2 separate regions of the Sus scrofa genome follow, and region 1 is linked to region 2. A link is a contact called in public HiChIP or PLAC-seq data. All regions are on one chromosome and are shown on one strand. The core of a region is the stretch at or near the end of the contact, and the rest is flanking DNA. Distances in the headings are between cores, read along the strand shown.

The links. HiChIP or PLAC-seq counts read pairs in DNA pulled down with a chosen protein or histone mark.
Region 1: an H3K27ac HiChIP or PLAC-seq map of alveolar macrophages shows a contact between it and region 2. The contact joins two enhancer-like sites. A contact is called at or near these places in 1 of 5 promoter capture datasets (fetal skeletal muscle), 14 of 47 Hi-C or Micro-C datasets (embryonic fibroblasts, epiblast stem cells, fetal skeletal muscle and 8 more) and 2 of 2 datasets of contacts at active chromatin or transcription factors (alveolar macrophages and skeletal muscle).

What each region holds. Positions count from the first base shown.
Region 1 is chrX:125,189,442-125,195,498 of Sscrofa11.1, forward strand. All of the region lies in intron 1 of GAB3 (GRB2-associated-binding protein 3), which reads right to left. Among named protein-coding and RNA genes, the nearest start is that of GAB3, 17 kb to the right of the region's middle. Within about 2 kb of position 3,395, at least 11 of the 83 cell types and tissues checked have an H3K27ac peak or open chromatin away from gene starts, as enhancers often do. A contact at or near this core is called in alveolar macrophages and retroperitoneal adipose tissue, where this site is marked.
Region 2 is chrX:125,076,977-125,083,963 of Sscrofa11.1, forward strand. The region is part of intron 3 of LOC100737597; the gene reads right to left. LOC110257719 (a long non-coding RNA gene) reads left to right here and starts at 1,259. Exons shown (of 2, transcript XR_002340632.1): 1 at 1,259-2,446; 2 at 2,529-3,942. Within about 2 kb of position 5,410, at least 17 of the 83 cell types and tissues checked have an H3K27ac peak or open chromatin away from gene starts, as enhancers often do. A contact at or near this core is called in alveolar macrophages and retroperitoneal adipose tissue, where this site is marked.

The sequences.
Region 1 (6,057 bases), core at 2,145-4,644, 110 kb after region 2:
TGGATGCAGTCCTGGAACAAGAGGTGACCGAAGGGTGACAACTCGGAGATTGTTGGTGATTTGCCAGGACCCTTTAAGCCTGAGCGCCGTCGCCTTCCCGGTGGCCTCACTGCCAACACTCAGCAGTTGGGGGTTGTAAGGTGCTGCAGAGGGTAAGCATCACGGAAGAAACGAAATTCTGGTGAATGCTCTGCTTTCCTCGCGCTCTACTCCGCCTCCTGCTTCCCTGCCGGGACCCCAGAGGCCTGGGGCCCAAGGGCAGGGCCGGGAATTTCCAGCAGCAGGTTATACCCCCCGTCTCTGTCCTGGCCCAGAGCCACTCGTCCTGGGATGGCCCGTGACCCTTCAGCCTGATGGCCGGTAACCTCGTGCTTGCTACCAGATAGAGCTGGGCCTGTCCCGGGCGTGGAATGACTTCCTGTCATTGTCCCGGAGATGGCCGGGCCCACAGGATCTGCTTCCACGGCGTGTCCGGGGTGGCTTCTCGTGATTTCTGAACTGGACACTGATGATTTCAGGAGCGGTGTATGTACATTTGCACTACAACGAAAAAGGAAAAAACAGTACCCACATCCCCGAGGGAGTCCGTTGACGAGAAGAGCGACAGACTGACGCGGTGACACAGACCCTCCAGAATATCCAAGAGCACTAACGCCAGGTCACACGTGTGCCCGGAACTGGTCTGAGCACCTGGGGTGGATTCAATGAAACCTCCAACCTGCCCGCAGGACTGAGACGAAGCAACCGGTTTCTCCAAGAGGCCTGCCTTCCCTCGCTGTCTCCGGAAAGACGCGGATTTGGAAAAAGCCCTCGGCAAACCTGGTCCCTCGGGCACTGAGTTTCGAGCTGTGGGAGCTTTTTGCACTGAGGACACGTAGCTAAAATGGTGTCCAGGGCAAGCTCGGCCTCGTTCCGCATGCGATCCAAATGGATCGTGCCTGAACCGCAGACTCCCACTTACACACGCAACCTCCACCTGCCCTGAAAAGACCGGGGCGGCCACTGACCTAACGATGCCGCCTGGAAAGGCCTTCCCCGAACAGGACCCGCAGGGAAACGGGGACCAGCTTGCGCCGGCCGGCCCCTCGGCCTCTGTGCTCACGGCCCCGGAGGGATGTTTCTGGGCTGGTTCATCAGCTCTAAACGGCGCTTCGATGACAGGAAGTTGCCAAAACCACCTCCCGGCGGCACAGAACTGTGAATCAATAGAAGCTGCTCGGCCCAGGGGCCCACGGCGTGGATTTCAGCTCCTGTCTTGGCCTGGGAGAAGCTGAGGCCCAGGGGGCACCTGCCCGCACACGTCTCCCCAGGTGCCCAGAGAGGAGAACAGCCTCAGCTGGACCTTGGTGTCATTACCAGCTTGGCTCAAAGCACATCCATCTGTCAGAAGGAAGACTCTTTTTATTGCTCACAGTTCAAGGCGAATTCCCATGGCCTCCTTCCTGCTGATCCAGGATGCAGAAAGGTTTGCTGAGTGACTCGACGAGCACGGGTCTAGAACCAGCCCGGCCGCCAGGAAGTCTCCCTGCAGCTGAGCGTGGGCGCTCTCGAGCAGGGAGGCCCTTAGTGCTCGCCTAGGCCCCACGCCCTGCCCCGCTGCCCACCTGCCCACGCTTGAATCCCCCTCCTGTTCCGCTCCTGACTTCTGAGAATCCAGATGGAGGATCAGCCCATGTCACTGGCTCATCATCTCCAAGTCAGGGATTTTTCACTGGAATCCTCTGGAAAGCTTTCTCCCATTTTGTCAAAACTGCACTCTGCCCAGGGCAGGGGGGAGCAGATGAGACGTATAAGTGGTCTGGGTCTTTCCATGACTTGGGTGGATCTTCCTGCTCTATTTTGGATTCTTTTCATTCTTCTTGATGAGTTTCACAGAGGGGAATTATATAAACACGTAGTCAGAAATATGTGACTTTCTTTCTCAGAAAAAAACCTCTTTTAAAGCTCCAGCAGTTACACAGGCCAAAGCAAAAAGAGCACCTGTAAACCGTTCTGCAAATACTTTGCCCAGTTTTTAACTCAGCTGCTGACCTTTTGCTCACGATTGATAAGGGTGATTCAGCCACATGTGCTGCAAACACTTTAGTATTTTGTCATGTGCCTAATAAGCTTATGTGGTTTTTGAAGTGCCAATGTCTAAAAGAATGCTTGCTACTCAGGAGTTGTTCACTAAACAAACATTGGTTGAGGACTAACCTAATGAATAAATAAAGGAACTGTCTTGTCTTTTCTTTTTTTTTTTTTTTTTTTTTTTGTCTTTTTAGGGCCACACCCGCGGCATATGGAGGTTCCCAGGCTAGGGGTCGAACCGGAGCTGCAGGTGCCAGCCTACAGCAGAGCCACGGCAACGCCAGATCGGCGCCGCCTCTGCAACCTACACCATAGCACACAGCAACGCTGGGTCCTTAAACCACTGAGTGAGACCAGGGATCGAACCCACGTCCTCCTGTATATTAGTTGGGTTCGCTACTGCTGAGCCACAGCAGGCAGGACCGGCCAGAGTGTTTTACTTTCACATGTCAAAAATCTGCCTTTCCCATTCTAGTTTTTGCTCTGCTGTCCTGTTTAGATTAGATGGAGATGCTACCACATTTGCTTCTAGAAATTATATTTCGTTTTCTTCTATTTAAATATGACACATCTGTAATTAGTTTCTCATGTCTCTAGTAAGATTGATCTATAGTTTTCTTTGTTGTATGGTAATCGCCTTATGAGTTTGGTATCAAGGCTATTGAAGCAGTTTGCCTCTCCTTCCTGTGCCTAACTAGTTTAAAAAGTATGAAAGGTATCCATTCTTGAAAGTTCAAGCGGTCTCAAACATAAAAACATTTTGCATCAAGCATCTGTCTTGGAGGTGAATTATCTGGCAATACATTGAATTTCTTTCCTATTTACTCTGTCATATTGATCCGAATAACATTTTAGGGTCTAAGACTTTGAGGAGTGTACTTCTCACTTGGTGTGAAAATTTGGGTGGGGTTACATTATAACTTAAACTTCGGTTTAGTTTCTAGTTACACCATGCTCGTGGCCAAAGACCCCAAACCACTGACTTGTCAACACTAAAAGCCACAGTGTAACAGACTTGCTTCTTGTGAAATAGGAACTGCTGGTGATGAACCGAAACAACCACCAAAAAGGAGGCTGGGAGGGGACAGCAGAGCAGCCCTTGAGGGGAGCCAGCTGGCATGTCCCTATAAAGCCAGGCAAATTGTGATGTGGAAGCCGAGTTACCCAGAGGGAAAGTCTCCGGCCAACAGGCCTGGGCTACGCGCGTCCCAGGTCGGTGGGGTGGGCCTGTGAGGCTCTACCCCGCAAGGGAAGGAGGCCCCACTTTGATGAGGCTCTCCCGCAGGCCCTGGGGCGGTGACCCAGAGCCAGTCACCGTGGCTCACGGTGCTCGGAGGAAGGCAGACGAGGCAAGAGACGGGCGCTCCCCGCAGAGGGAAGCCAGCTCTGCTCCCCATCTCCCCTCGACGCCACCCTTAGCCCCGGGACAGCAGACGTGGGGGCAGGCCGGCCCGACACAGGAGAATAAAAATATTTTCTCCATTTCCCTTTAATCTTTTACATTTAATCATGACATGAATATGCTTGCAAAATGCCCAACAGGCCACAGAAACTATAAAGGAACCAATTTCGGGATGTGCTTACAAAAATTCAGCAATATCTACATGGCGAGAGACCCCTTGAACATAGCTGAGATCATTCCTTTGAAGGGAGTTACAACTTAATAAACAAAATACCTCAAGAGCTGCTATGGGAGTTCCCTTGTGGCCTAGCAGTTAAGGATCTAGTGTTGTCACGGTGGTGGCGCAGGTTTGATCCCTGGCCTGGGAACTTCCGTATGCCACAGGTGCAGCCAAAAAAAGAGAGCTCCTGTGAAAAACTAGCTAAATGAAAGTGATCTACTAGGAAAAACGGGCCAAAGATACGAAAGCATTTCACAGAAGAAACAAATGGCCCCAAATCACATGACCGGAAATCACAAATTAAAAATGTGATACATTTGCCCCTCGGATTGGCAAAAAATTTTCAAACATGTGCACAAAACGTGATGTATATTCGTAGACGTTAATGCCATCATTTATGGCGGCCGAAAATGAGTTTACGATTCTCCAGAGCGAACTTGCAAAAGCAAAAGTGAGCAGAGGCCGTTCACAAGGCATCTTTCGACAGCACCCCTGCCGCAGGCTTCCAGGCCTCGGGCGCGCAGCGCCGGCCTCCGGGGCCGGGCCCGGACTCGCTGGCGTTCCTGAGGCCTTTCTCTCGGCCCGTCGCAGCATCGTCGTCTCTCCCCAGTCACCGCTTTGGCTCTGTCTGTCCTTACAGCCTAGTCTCAACCCAGCTGCCGAGGGAACCTGTTCGATTCGCTTCAAACCCGGTCCCGTCTCTGCTCGGAGCCGGGCAGGGTCTTCCTCCGTCACCTGCTTGGCCGCTTCCACTCCCTCCTCACTCCCGGTGCGTGCCTGCTTGCGGGGCGCTGCCTTGGCTGCTCCCTGGCCTGCTACCAGCAAAGACGTCCCCAGTGGGCCGGGCAAAACCCCGCCAACAGACAGGCAGGCATGAAGTCCCAAAACGGCCGGCAGACCCGACGTCTTCCTCGTGGAAGCACAGGAATGGCCCCTGTGGGGCCGTGGGTCCCTCGCATGAGGCTCTTCCAACATAACCACACGGCTGGAGCTCCCTGGCGACCCGCAGCGCTTCGGGATCCGGTGTTGTCACAGCAGCGGCTCGGGTGGCTGCTGTGTCCCGGGTTCCAGCCCTGGCCGGGGAATGGCCACCTACCGTGGCTGTGGCCAAAAAAGAAAAAGACCCCGAAGAAGACGCTCTTGAGGGTGGCCCGTATAGTCTAGAGGCAGGGGGTCCGCGGACATGGTGGTGGCGCTAGAAGCCGCCAGCTTCCAGTTCCGCGGGCACCCGACGCAGAGCTGCCGTCCACCTCCGGGCTCCGAGCAGGAGGTGCTGGCGGCCCGGGGAGACCTCGGCGGCTTTCCCCGGACGCTACTGACCAGCGCATCTACCGCACACACTGTAGCTCCACCTTGTCACTTGGCTGGGTCCGGGAGCAGCGTCCCTTGATTTTGAGTGGCCTTCCTTTGCAAACCGCTGAAGCGCTTTGCGGCCATGTGGCCCTTCGTGTCCCATCTGCCCGCGTGTCCGCTCCGTCCCCCGCTGCTGCCGCTCTGCATCCAGCCACCTGCTCTCACGCTCCGCTCCGTCTGTGCAAAAGCTCCTTCCTGTCGCTCTCCGACGACGGCACGTCCTCAAGCTCTGTCTTAGCTCCTTTTCCTTCTGACTCATCACACTCGCCTTGCACGGTCTCAGCGCCACCCCCGCAGACTCCACACTCCAGGGACCACCCAACTCCGCTTGAGCCCAGGCCCCACCCCGAGCTCTGCACACTCGTCCCAAACCAGGGTCTTCGCTCCCACACTCCCTCCAGGGCATAACCAGGGCGCGAAAGGGTCCTGACAGACTGGCACGGAGGACCCGCTGCAAACAAAAAGGTGACCCCTCTAAGGTCCAGCTGCCAGGCTTAAAGGACGCCTCAAGGGCACGAGAGCGGACTAGATGGGAAGGGCACGGCTGCCTCCCGGCCCAGCGTCCGGAGGACAAGGGGCGCCCGGCTCCGCCCTGGGCTGCGCAGGGCACTCACGGGGGACACTCTCGGGGGACACTCGGCGTCCTCGCAGTTACTCGGGCGGCCTGTTCAGTAGCCGGTTTCCTGCCACTGAAGTGTCCCAACAAATGATTGGTTCCAAAATGCGGGCAGCCGATTTCTCTAGATCCTTCTTGTGTCTCTCCTCTCTTTCCCAGGCTCCCTTCCAGTCTTTGCTGAAGCCTGGAGATGGCTTCAGCAGATGCCACCTAATGAAATAACCATCTAGTTACCCGGCCGGGGCTTGGGGTGGGGGAGGGGCTCAGCGGTCGCAGCAGTGGATGAAGGGCACGTGGCCTTGGCATGTGCCGCAGCCCTCCAGGGACAAGGACGACGAGCTCCAAGACCTAAATCAAGAACTAGAGTAACCAGCCATACGTTGTGCTTTGCAGGTA
Region 2 (6,987 bases), core at 4,160-6,659:
CGGCCAATTGATTTTCGACAAGGATGCCAAGACCATTCAAGGGAAAGAATAGTCCTTTAACGAACGGTGCAGGGATAACAGGATTTCTACCTGTAAAATAATGAGAGTGGAACCCTACGTCACATCACATACAAAAATTAACTCAAAATGGATTAGTGACCTACATATGGAAGCTGGCAAGGTAAAACCTACAGGAGAAAGCATAGGGGAGGCTTCCGTGACCTTGGAAATGCCGCTGGAGTCTTAGATACATCAAAAGCACGAGTGAGAACGAAACAGATAAACTGAACTTCATCAAAATTAAACACTTTTGGAGTTCCCGTCGTGGCGTGGTGGTTAACGAATCCGACGAGGAACCACGAGGTTGCGGGTTCGATCCCTGCCCTTGCTCAGTGGGTTAATGATCCGGCGTTGCCGTGAGCTATGGTGTAGGTTGCAGACGCGGCTCGGATCCTGCGTTGCTGTGGCTCTGGCGTAGGCTGGTGGCTACAGCTCTGATTAGACCCCTAGCCTGGGAACCTCCATATGCAGTGAGAGTGGCCCAAGAAATGGCAAAAAAAAAAAAAAAAAAAAAAAAAAATTAAAGACTTTTATGCCTCAAAGGAAATTGCCAAGAAAGTAAAAGACAATCCTAAGAATGAGAGATAAGTGTTTGAGAATTATAGATCCAATAAGACTCTAGTTTTCAGAATATATCAAGAACGCTTACAATTCAACAACTAAGAGACAATCCAATTTTAAAATGAGCAAAGGACTTGAATATACATCTCTGCAAGAAAGATATGGAAGTTACCAGCAGCATCAACAGTGACTGGGAGGAGTTCCTGTTGTGGTGCAGCAGAAGCAACCCGAGTAGTATCCATGAGAATGCAGGTTCGATCCCTGGCCTCGATCGGTGGGTCAAGGATCCAGTGTTGCCACAAGCTGCAGCATAGTCGCAGATGAGGCTCAGATCCAGTGTTGCTGTGACTGTGGCTGTGGTGTAGCCCAGCAGCTTCAGCTCCGATTCAGCCCCTAGCCTGGGACCCTCCGTATGCCACATGTGTGGCTGTAAAATAAAAATAATAATAATAATAATAACAACAAAAAAAGGAGTTCCCGTTGTGTCCTGACTGGCATCCATGAGGACGCAGGTGCGATCCCTGGCCTTGCTCGGTAGGTTAAGGATCTGACATTGCGGTGAGCCGTGGTGTAGGTCGCAGACATGGCTTGGATCCAGCATTGCTGTGGCTGTGGTGCAGGCTGGCGGACACAGCTGCGATTAGACCCCTAGCCTGGGAACCTCCATATGCTGCAGGTGCGGCCCTAAAAGGAAAGAAAAAAAAAAGTCACTGGGAAATCCTAATCACAACCACAATAAGATGCAACTTCACACCGACCAGGATGTTTACAATCAAAAACAAACAAATCAACACAAACCACCATGGAAAACAAGTGTTATCTGCATGTGGAGAAATTAGAAACCTCTTACATTTCTGTTGGAAGTATAAAATATTACAGCCACTGTGGAAAACAGTGTGGTGGCTCCCTGGTCATTGAAAAAGAGAATTGCTATGTGATCCAGCAATTCCATTGCCTGGTATAGACCCCAAAGAATTGACAACAGGTACTCAAACAAACGTGTGTACGTGAAGGGTCATAACAGCACTATTCACAGCAATCAAAGAGTAGAAACAACCTAAGTGCCAATCGATGGAAGAACAGATACACCAAATGTGATCTAATCCAAACAATGGACTATTAGGCAGCCATAAAAAAGAATGGAGTACCAATACGTGTGACAACATGTAAAAGACCTCAGGAGCACTGTGCTGACCCAGAAATAATCCACATCATTAGCATTTACATTCCACTGACGAAAGTCACTTGGCTTCACTGAGCTATTAGAATAGCGTCACAGTCCTTGGCTGAAGTTCATGGGTGCATCTAAGATCGGGCACCTAAAAACAGCAGGTGAACGGAATGTGGAGCACAAGGAGAGTGATTCCGCTTACCTTTTGCTTCCCTGGCCTCTCAGATTTTCCTGCGCTCTCTTTTCCCCATGAAGAACCCAGCTTACCCTGCCAGCAATCCCACCCCATGGTCAGATCCAGCGTTATCCCAGTTTACTTGCCCAAGCTCGACCTGCACATTAATGTGCTTTTGTTTTCGTTACCTCCACTAGACTGGGAAACTGGACATGCACACGGGAAATCCACAAATTATTCTAAGTGACTGAAGCCAGACAGAAAACATCACATGTTGTGTGACTCCGCTGTACGAGACATCCAAACTAGGTAAGTGGTGCCTGCCGGGGCTTGAGGGGAGGGGGCTGGGTTGTGTCAGCCTAATGGGTTTGTTTGCTGGTTTGTTTGGTTTGTTTTGGGGGTGATGAAAATACTTTGGAACTAGGTTCAGGTGGTGGTGGTACAACATTTTGAAGGACACAGTGACGCGGAATGGAATGGTGAGTTTCATGTTCCCTTCATCTTTACTGAAAAAAAAGCTGCTTCCTTTTGACCTTAAATTATGTCTGTCATTTGGAATAGGCGATGCTTTCTGACACGAACGTGAAGATTCCTGCACGTGTCTGCTTCTAAGAGGCTTGCAAGCCCCAACAGCCACTTGTTTTTAACATCCTGCTTTATAAGACAAATTACAGTCCAAAGGGCGGATATCACATTTTGATTCAAAAAGAAAAACCTCCCAGGATGTCTACAGGCCAGCATGCGTTCAGTTGAGTTTTCTCTGTCGTCAACAACTACAGACCTAGAAAAGTACTAACTGATGGTTTCATCCAAAGCACTTCAGCATCAACAAAGAACAGGGCGTTGTTTTGAGCACTGTTTTCTTTAAAGATTGGCAATTCCTGAAACTGAGGTAAAAATAACAATGCTAACCATTCGGCGCACACCGACGTGGGCCAGGCATCATGACTCATCTTCGCAACAGCCTCCCGAGCCATGCTCTTCAACCTCGCTTTATTTTCGTTTATTTTTTGCTTTCTAGGGCCACACCAGCGGAACATGGAGGTTCCCAGGCTAAGGGTCGAATCAGAGCTACAGCTGCCGGCCGACACCACTGGCACAGGAACTCAGGATCCACAGCTCACGGCAATGCTGGATCCTTAACCCACTGAGCGAGGCCAGGGATCGAACCCGCATCCTCATGGAGACTAGTCGGGCGGTTTCTGCTGAGCCACGAGGGAACTCCTCGACTTCATTTTAAAGATGAGGACGTGAAGAACCCAGGTAACTTGTACAAGGTTACACATCTCAAACATAAGCAGTTGGCTGGGATAGTCACTTCCCAGACACTTGAGAGCTGTAGGCGTTCAGCTCACTTTGTTGCTCTATGTTCTAAGAAATCTGTTCTCAGTGCCTCCAGCCCCGGAGCCAGCCTCCTCCTCTGAGCTAGACTGCGTCTGGAGTACCGGGTTCGGTTCTGGGTGCCACACCGCCCAGAAAAGGGTGACAACCAACAGTCAGGACTTGGTCGGAGATGGCATGGGCCTCCTGCATGCTGTGGGCACCGTTCCAACGCCACGTTGCAGGCATCAGGTGGCCTTGAGGCCAGACGTTAAAATGAACTTTCGGACTCAAATCCCTAGGAGTCACTGGTGATTTTGAAGAAGAAAAGGGCAGAACAATTTCTACCAAGTTCGAGTGTGCAGTTGTGTCACCGGGAGATGGTTCGATGACCCGTCGAGCGTCCCCACCAGTCTGTCTGAGGGGTGGAGGACTTTCATGCGTAAAAGGTGAACGTTTCACCATCCGCCTCAGGACAAAGCTACAGACTTGATTTTTAGCTTTCGAGTGGCAGAGGGTGTTTATTTTCAATCATGCAAGGAGGGGAATCCATAGCTCAAAAGTATCACCCATCTTATGAATCTATCGTGACTTTTTTCATAGAAGACAGAGTGTACATTTAGAAATATTTAATCATTGTTTACAAAGATTCAACTCACCCTAGGCCAGATGTTTTTCTTTTAAACGGAACAGTTGGAAAAAAAAAATAAAGTGGAACAGTTGGATTTGGGGCAGGGGCGAGGGTGGGAGCGTGTGGCAGACTTTATCCCCCCAAATGAATTTTGCCTCAATCGCCTGGGCTAGGTTGGAGGAATGTTTTGGAAACACACATTCTTATTAATGTAGACTCTGCTGAAGGTGACCCCCGCGACTGCATAGTGCAGGCATCACGGGTAAGTGACTACAGGCCACTCTGCTTCTGCTGCCTTTCATGAGCTCTAAGGATGAAGTCAATGTTCGTTATTGTTTAGAGCAGCTCTGTCTTTATCCGACACGAAATGCCCCTTCTCCATTTTCTTGCCCGGTCTCTTTGATCAGGACCACATCTCATACGTACACAAGGAGTTATTTGCTTCGCTGTTCCTGGTCGGAGGGGTTACCGTCCCCATCTTGCACCTGAGGAAACAGGTGCAGAGAAACGTGAAGCGGTTTCAGCAAGGCCTCGGAAGAACTCCGCGGTAGAGTCTGCATAGAAAGGGAGCCGTGGATGGAGCTGTGTGCTTTATATACATCTCTCGAACTTGGTTAGAATAGATTCTGCACGCGTCTTAACCAGAGCTTCATCTTTATAGTTCACATATGTCTGTTGATAGGAAGCCTCTCCTTAAGAGGGCCCCACACGGTACCCAATGAAACGGGATTGCTTGTGGGTCAGAGTTCTCAGGGCTCATCACTTCCCTGATAAACACATTATAGATAGAATCACAAAAAGACCATGTGGCTTGAAACGCTTCCCATAAAACAGATGGGAAAACATCTGGCATATTCCCTGACATCAGAGCCACACAGTACCTTGCTCAATGCTACCGAAGCCAACGATTTCACAACAGTGTGGGCCAGAGACAGTAAATTTGAAGCCGTGACATTCGGGTACATTGCGAAAGGGCTGCTGTTTGCGAAGGAAAAGCATTTCATGAGCAGGAGCAAACACGTCTGGAATGCCTTCCAGATGCTGCTTCGGCGCATCCTCACGGTTCCGCGTGGAAGGCACCTGCATTTAGAGATGAGGACAGGGAGAGGCTGCCCTGCCCGAGGCTAAGGGCAGAGCCGGGTTCAAACTCAGGCCCGTCTCACACCCGGATGCCGCCTAACAGTTAATCACTGTTTTCGAAACGAGGGCCTTAGGAAAAAACCATCAAACAGGAACTCCTTGATGGAGAAAATAACTGAACGGGGCTCCCGACGCAGCTGGTTGCTTCCAGAGATGGTCCTTCGCGTTCTCACGGCTCCAGGGACTTTGTCCTTTTGGAGACAGAATTCGAGAACAGTGAAGAAGTAGGGAGTTATCGATCCCGACATATGAAGGTTGGTTACTTTCAATACCCCTTTAAGAGTAAACATCATTGCTCAGTGAGCAAATCAGATAGCTAGCAGGCACTGCACTTTCATCTCTGAACTGTGGAGGCGGTTACGAGTTGGAATGCAATCCTGCTGCGCAACTGAGTCTTAAGTTTCCAAATGCTTCAGTCATGGCCCCAAACTCCTCGTGGTTGCCTGTAAACTGGCTTAACGACAGGGAACTTGCCTCTGACAAACAGCGTTGACATTTAGAGGCCTAATCTATAGACACCCTGAAAACAGCATGTACTGCAGCTAAACCACATCCCATCACAGTAACTTGCAAATGTGTTGGCTTCCTTTTTTACTGATAAAAATCCAGGCTTTGGACACAGGACAGTCTTCCAAATCCTTCTTCCTACCACTTCAAAGCACCTCTTTTTAGTTTTACTTGCATAATTCCCTCCTATCTCACAGGAAAGGATTGCCGCTTCTTTCCGATAGCGTGGATATGTCCAAATCATTAAATATTTCTCGGCATTATCTTTAATAGTGCCCTAGTACTCCAATACGCAGCGCTGCTCCAACCAAGTTCACGATTCTCCCAGGGGAAGATGTTTTGGTTGTTTCCAACTTAGTGGTATAGACAACACTGGCTCGACTATCGCGGGAGCTGTGCATGCAGATATTCATGAAAAATTCCGTACGATAAATTCTTAAGGAATGGTTCTTGACCTTGGCCACACTGCTTCCTACCAAGACTGCCCCAAGGTCAAGGCAACCAATAGTGGGGGCAACTGAGAGTCTTCTTGTACCCTCCCCTTTTGGGGAGGATTGTTTGACAATTTGCTGGCCAAAATAGGGGCACCTCTTTTGCTTTAGTTTGGACCTCTGGTCATTGGTGACCTTAAATCCTATGAACATTTCTTTGTTTATTTGTTTGTCTTGTCTTTTTGCCTTTTTTCTAAGGCCACTCCCACGGCACATGGAGGTTCCCAGGCGAGGGGTCTCATCGGAGCTGCAGCTGCTGGCCTACGCCACAGCCACAGCAATTCGGGATCCAAGCCGTGTCTGCAACCTACACCACAGCTCAGGGCAATGCCGGGTCCTTAACCCACTGGGCGAGGCCAGGGATCGAACCCACAACCTCACAGTTCCTAGTTGGATTCGTTAACCACTCAGCCACGACAGGAACTCCATGACTCCATTTTTTGATGTGTGGCTGCTGACAGTTGTCAAGCCCCACTGCTCCGCCTTCTCCTTCTGGCCACATCTGGGCAGGTTGATAAGGAAGTCTGGCGGAAAGTTAAACCACACAAGCCCCTGCCCAGGGATGGGAAGCCTCACTCTAGCCTCAGCCCCAAATCGCCGTAAAACCCTGAGCCAGTCAGCTGCCCCCCCCCCCAAACCAGGCTTGGTCCCCCTGGGAGCTGGTCCTGCTGCCCCAGAAAGCATCACGTGTGAGGTGCGAGTGGCCCCTATAGCTGCATCAAATGTGGGGTTGGGAGGGGGTCCATCCCACGTCTGCGGGGTGGCCCGGCAAACTCAGGCTTCACAGAAGCTTACTCACTGGCATAGGCATATGAACACGGCACTTTCGCAAAGAGAGCGGTATTTCAGGAAATAAACACGTCTGCAGCGCCGGGTGTGTGTCAGACGTGGTGGTAGCCCCGGGCTCACAGCAAAGAACAAGACGTCTAGA